Regions from separate parts of the Sus scrofa genome. Here region 2 is linked to region 1. Evidence: chromatin contacts called from public HiChIP or PLAC-seq data. All regions are on one chromosome and are shown on one strand. The core of a region is the stretch at or near the end of the contact, and the rest is flanking DNA. Distances in the headings are between cores, read along the strand shown. Region 1 overlaps CDK14 (cyclin-dependent kinase 14). Region 2 overlaps CDK14 (cyclin-dependent kinase 14).

Evidence for each region. HiChIP or PLAC-seq counts read pairs in DNA pulled down with a chosen protein or histone mark.
Region 2: a contact with region 1 is called in an H3K27ac HiChIP or PLAC-seq map of alveolar macrophages. The contact joins two enhancer-like sites. A contact is called at or near these places in 1 of 47 Hi-C or Micro-C datasets (embryonic fibroblasts) and 1 of 2 datasets of contacts at active chromatin or transcription factors (alveolar macrophages).

What each region holds. Positions count from the first base shown.
Region 1 is chr9:70,694,805-70,697,819 of Sscrofa11.1, reverse strand. The region is part of intron 2 of CDK14 (cyclin-dependent kinase 14); the gene reads right to left. Among named protein-coding and RNA genes, the nearest start is that of CDK14, 18 kb to the right of the region's middle. Within about 2 kb of position 1,574, at least 30 of the 83 cell types and tissues checked have an H3K27ac peak or open chromatin away from gene starts, as enhancers often do. A contact at or near this core is called in alveolar macrophages, where this site is marked.
Region 2 is chr9:70,853,926-70,856,940 of Sscrofa11.1, reverse strand. The region is part of intron 4 of CDK14 (cyclin-dependent kinase 14); the gene reads right to left. Among named protein-coding and RNA genes, the nearest start is that of CDK14, 180 kb to the right of the region's middle. Within about 2 kb of position 1,535, at least 1 of the 83 cell types and tissues checked has an H3K27ac peak or open chromatin away from gene starts, as enhancers often do. A contact at or near this core is called in alveolar macrophages, where this site is marked.

The sequences.
Region 1 (3,015 bases), core at 325-2,824:
GCATGTTCAGAGAATGTAAGAATCAGTAATGCAGATCACCCTTGAACAACTCAGGGGTGAGGGGTATCAATCCTCCATGAAGTCAAAAATTTGAGTCTAACAGTTGGCCCTCTATATCCACAGTTCTACATCCACAAATGGAACCAACTGCATTTGCTAGAAAAAATTCACGGATGAGCCCATCTGTGCAGTTCAAACCCATGAGATTGTTCAAGGGTCAACTGCATTTCGTGTGCACTGAGATCAAGGTGTCTATAAGATACAGAGGCAGAAACATCTAATGGGCAGCCAGATATCTGGGGATGGAGTTCCCAACAGAAAGCTGAGGCAGCCACGCTGATGTAAATACAATAACAGAGTAGCCAGAAGCAAGGGACAGACCAACTACCCCAGGAGAGCATGAAAAAGTGATCACAGAGTACAGGGGTTTCCATTATGATGGAAGCGATAGGGAAGACCCAGCCATGCTCAGAACCTCTGGTGAAATATCTGTAAAAGCCAAGAGACAAGAAACACAGAGGCAAAAGGAAAGAATCAATTATACAAGCTTCCAGAGTGGAAAGGAGGGAAAGGAATTAAGAGGATAAGAGGAGGAACTAGCCCAGAACAGAATAAAAGACCCATTCTTCTCTCAGGTGGTGGGGAAAAAAAAAAGGAAGATTGGAGAAAATGAAGGTACATGTGCAGACAAGGGGCTGATGTCTAATATTATTAAGTGTTCTAAGAAGCTGGAAGGTGTTGTCTGTTGAACTGTATCTATCAAAATTTCTTATGTTTAAGTCTTAAGTGACCACAGTGCCTCTGAATGTGATCTCATTCAAAAACAGGGGCACTGCCGATATAATCAGTTATTATCAAGATGAGGGAGTTCCCGTCGTGGCGCAGTGGTTAACGAATCCGACTAGGAACCATGAGGTTGCGGGTTCGGTCCCTGCCCTTGCTCAGTGGGTTGACGATCCGGCGTTGCCGTGAGCTGTAGTGTAGGTTGCAGACGCGGCTCGGATCCCGCGTTGCTGTGGCTCTGGCGTAGGCCGGTGGCTACAGCTCCGATTCGACCCCTAGCCTGGGAACCTCCATATGCCACGGGAGCGGCCCAAAGAAATAGCAAAAAGACAAAAAAAAAAAAAAAAAAGATGAGGTCACACTGGAGGAGGGTGAGCCCCTAATTCAACATGATTGATGCCCTTATGAAACAGGGAAGTTGGGATACACAGACACTCACTGAACGGAGACAATGTGAAAACACACAGACGAGGTGACCTAGAATAGATCCTGCCCTCACAGCCCTCAGAAGAAACCAAACCTGCCAACACTTTGATTTCAGACTTCTGGTCTTCAGAAATGTCAGGCAGTAAATGTCTGTTGTTTAAGCCACCGAGTCTGCGGTATTTCTCTATGGCACCTCTAGCAAATTAATAGAGAGGGAAAGTCATCTAGGAAAGGAAGGAGGCGTGGGGGCGGGTGGCTAGAAGGTTTGAGGGGAATGGAAATGTTTCGACAGGAAACAGGCCAGCCGAACAGGGCAAGACTCTGCACAGCTGCCTCGGGTTCCAGCTAAGGCTGGAGACCAGAGATTTATTTACAGAGTGATTTCCTCAAGCAGCTTTTGGCAGCCACTGGGTAAGAGAGGAAAAGATGCCAGGTCAAAATCGGGAGCTGGTAGAATAGATTACAAGCAAAGTTCAAAGGGGTGAGGCCATGGGGGATACAGTCAAGGGAGTGAAACACCAAGAGAGAAGAGGAAAAGGAAACAAAGGAAGGGGGATGGGCCGTGAGCTGGAAGAACGGGACTGGGCAGGCAGAGCAGGAGTCTCTGGAAACTGGAAGCCAGCAAAGACCAGACAGAAGACAACAAGAAGAGCTAAGGGAGCTAAGGAACGCCTGTTACTGAGATGCAGTATTTTAGATAAGGAAGCCAGGGAAGTCTGAAGCTGGAACACTGAACACAATAAGCACATTATTTACAAGACACTGAGGCCTCCAATAATGAAGACAGGGTGAGAAAAGACCGCAACAGCTCCCCCCACCCTCAAAGGACGGGAAAGAAAGACCAGGAATACCCCCAAATAATATTTGTACCCAATCCCTAGACTCTGGTTCTCATAAAAATCAGTGCCGTATTTATCATCTCCAATATTAGAGTTATATTTTTATACAAAAATAACAAAGAGGGACATGTACTAGAAACTGAGATCCATGTACACTGCCCCCATCTATCTCCCAAAGTTATTATACTAAGCAGATATGAAGCAAATTAACTTACATTCTATACCTTAAGCAGTTATAGACCAGATGTAAAAATGTTAAGATATTTTATATGCTGTGTACACATATTGCTAGGACGCAAAAAATAAAATAGCTGGAAAATGCTAAAGTAAGTATTGGCAGCCCCTTCTACCTCCCAAATATAATAAAAACTGACCAGAACAGAGAATAATCAGAAATAAATGATAAATAATCAGAAAAAATAACCCATTTTTTCCAAACAAATAAGAGCTTAATTATCTGCATTATATAGCAGAAACAAATGAAACTTTTTACATTTCAAAGGTTTCTTTCAATTGCAAAATTGCTGTATTTCTCCTTCAAAGAGCCAAGCATAGTCAACACTCTGTCTGGCAACTTATCTGAGCTAAAATAACAGAGGCATGAAGCATGAACTTCATAACTTTAACCTTTCAAATTACCCACAAGAACAATCCAAGAATCACCATGGCTTCAGGCATTTCAAATTCTTTCTATAAACATAAATTTATACCTAATTGAAGGGCTTTGCTTCCAAATTTCAAAAGGTTTTATGTATGGTAATTTTACGCTAGGGGAGATTATTTTCTAACCTTTTGTAATTTAGGTATCATTATTATTTTAAAGCAAATCATTAAACCAAAAATCAATATTCAAAAATTCTTCTTTCATCCTTCAAACTGGCTTAACCATGTGTTTCTCCAACACAATTACTTATTTAGCCCTTCACATTGGCTATATGCTGGGCCAAACCTTTAAGAAACTCTGTGA
Region 2 (3,015 bases), core at 286-2,785, 160 kb before region 1:
AAGAAATCGCAAAAAGACATTAAAAAAAAAAAGAAAATCCATCTATGCTACCTCCAGGGCTTTCCAAGCAATATCACGTGTGTTTCTCACCATCAAACAGGACATTAGCATCCTATTTCTACTGAGCAAACCGTTTTGCTAGGTTTCATGCTACAAAGTAAGGAAAACTGACAAGGTCTTAAGAGACTATTCAGTAATGTTAAGTTTTGGACATCAGATCTAGTTCTAATAAAAAATCAAATTTCCATTCAATGAGACAACATTAGCAACTCTAAGAAACCATGTTTTTTGGCTTTCATGAAGTCTGGCTTCAAGAATACTATGTGCATGAATGAATGAAGTCAACTATCTCAAACAAGGATTAAGCCAATAAACAGCTAGAGACCAGGCAGCTTACATTGGTTTCACTGATAGAACAATTGCTATTACTAAGAAATCCTCAAACCCAGCTTTCCTATATGTCTCTCCTTTGTATGCCAGTCTCAGTCCTTAATAGAAAGCTTTCTGATATGATTTTCATTTAAGTTCAAGATGAGTGTTGACTTCAGGGGTAACATATACTCAAAAGCAATTAAATATTTGCTGGATTTTCACCTAAAATGAGAGATGACTACAACTGCCATGACTCTTTTCCAACTGAAGCAGATGGGAAATCATCAGTAGTCATCCAACTGAGGCTCTCTTCCACAACAGCATCTTATTTACAAGTCCCAACCCAGAAAACAAGTGAGACTTTAGTTTGTGTAATATGTTGCCTTATAATGACTTTTTAAAAATAGTATATCTGTAAATCGGGTAAATTAAATACATGTATCAGAGTTCCCATTGTGGCTCAGTGGTTAACAAACCTGACTAGCATCCATGAGGATGCAGGTTCAATTCCTGGCCTCGTTCAGTGGGTTAGGAATCTGGGGTGTCAGTGAGCTGCGGTGTAGGTCACAGACATGGCTCGGATCTGGCATTGCTGTGGCTGTGGCTGTGGCATAGGCCGGCAGCTACAGCTGCAATTCAACCCCCATCCTGGGAACCTCCATTTACCGTGGATGCAGCCCTAAAAAAGACAAAAATAAAAATAATAAATAAATAAATACATATATCTAAATCTCAAATATCTGTAGATACTTATTCATTTATTAACTGTCTACCATTTTCTTTTCTAAGACTTATACTTTTTTCTTGTTTAAAAATGGAATGTAGCTACATAAAAATTACTATAAAATGGACACTAGAAAACGAATGTTCTGTGTGCTTGGTAGATACACACCTTCATCTGGTTATAACACATAGGATTAACTTTCCTTGTTTCTTTGTTTTTAAATATACAAATATATAAAGAAAAATCATCTCTTATTTTCTTCTTTTCAACTATGATCTTAAAAATCCAGACCACTAATATCTCAACTAGACTCAGATTATGAACTTTACAAAGTGAAAGAACATCATTAATCATGTATCAGAGAAGCATCTAATCATTATGACCATAGCTTGCTTACACATTTTAGGTGACAAGACAAAAAGTATGAATCATAACGAGGAGGAAAAAACAGGAAGATTTATTTCTTTTGCATAGACGAAATGACTCCAACTCTGAAGTAGTGTAACAAAGTATCAGATGACAACTTGAGACACCCAAGGTCTCAGTGCAGCCATGTTACTATTCAGAGGTATAGACTTATACTCCTCCTTCAACATAACTGCTCTGCTTTCTCCAACTTTCAAAGACAATCTCTGCTTTCTCTTTGTGTTTTCTTTCTCAAATATACACATACATATGAATATATTCATATATTATATTCATATATTATGAGCATATTCATATAGTATAGTCATATATTATATTCTAGGAATATATATATAATATATTCCTAGAATATATGATTATGCATGTTCATATAATAAATGAATATACTATATATGAATATATTATCATATATATATAATACCAAGGAAAGTTTCTGACAGGTAGAAAGGGAAATATAACTATTCAGTCTGATTAAGTGACTACTGACATTGTCCCTACATTAGAGATCTGGCCAGGTCAGCTTCAACAACTGCATTTGTGATGAAGCAACATCCACAAAACCTTATTTATTAGACAGAATAACCTTAACTACAGTTGTTCTCTCCAGGTCTTATTAATTAAACAAGCCTCTTTTTTTAAAAGACGAGTTAATGGTAAATTTGCTCCAGTCACACTGATCATCATAAAAGTGATTTATAATTTAGTCAAGTCATGTGAAAGTTCATGTGAATACATACAAACAATATAAATGTACCTTCTGAAATACAAATATATAAGGAAGTGACTGAAAATAGGAACAAGAACCATGAAAATCTGGCAACACTTTGATAGGGCATGACAGGTAAAGAGAATCATTTTCTTCCTCTTAATTCAACACTGAATGCTTAACTACATTCATAGTCTGGGAATGCACTTTGGGTGGGGGCTCAAGGATGCTGAGTTTCCTATTTACTCAAAAATCTATCTGAAAGAATTGCATTCTGTTAAGGTACAATTTTTACTATACTATTGGTTCCTCCATTATTTATGAGAAGGATAAAAGGGTTGTAAAGGCACCAGAAGATCAGGAGTTATGTTTGCTGTATGAATAGAATTAAAAAAAAAAAAAAAAAAGGTAAAAAGAGAAATGGGTGCCATCCAATCCTTGGCTGAGATCCACAATGAAAAGGCAGCAATGGAACAAAAATCTTGTCCAAAATAAATGTATCCAACAGAAAAGGAAAGGGGAGCAGTGAGTGTTCTATTTCACGCAGGTACCTACAATATACAAAGCCACAAATCAATTGGGTGGAATAAAGGGGTAAATAACTATGAGGCCACTGCAGAGTCACCTAGAATAGTGGAGAATACCAATGATAAATGACTAAAGAGAAATTATAACACTGGACAGAGGGAAGATATGAGAACCATGGGAGAAAATGGCTATGTCCCTCTAGAGTTCATCATTAACAAATGTCAGAGTACACATGGATTTTAAGAGAAAGCAGATTTCA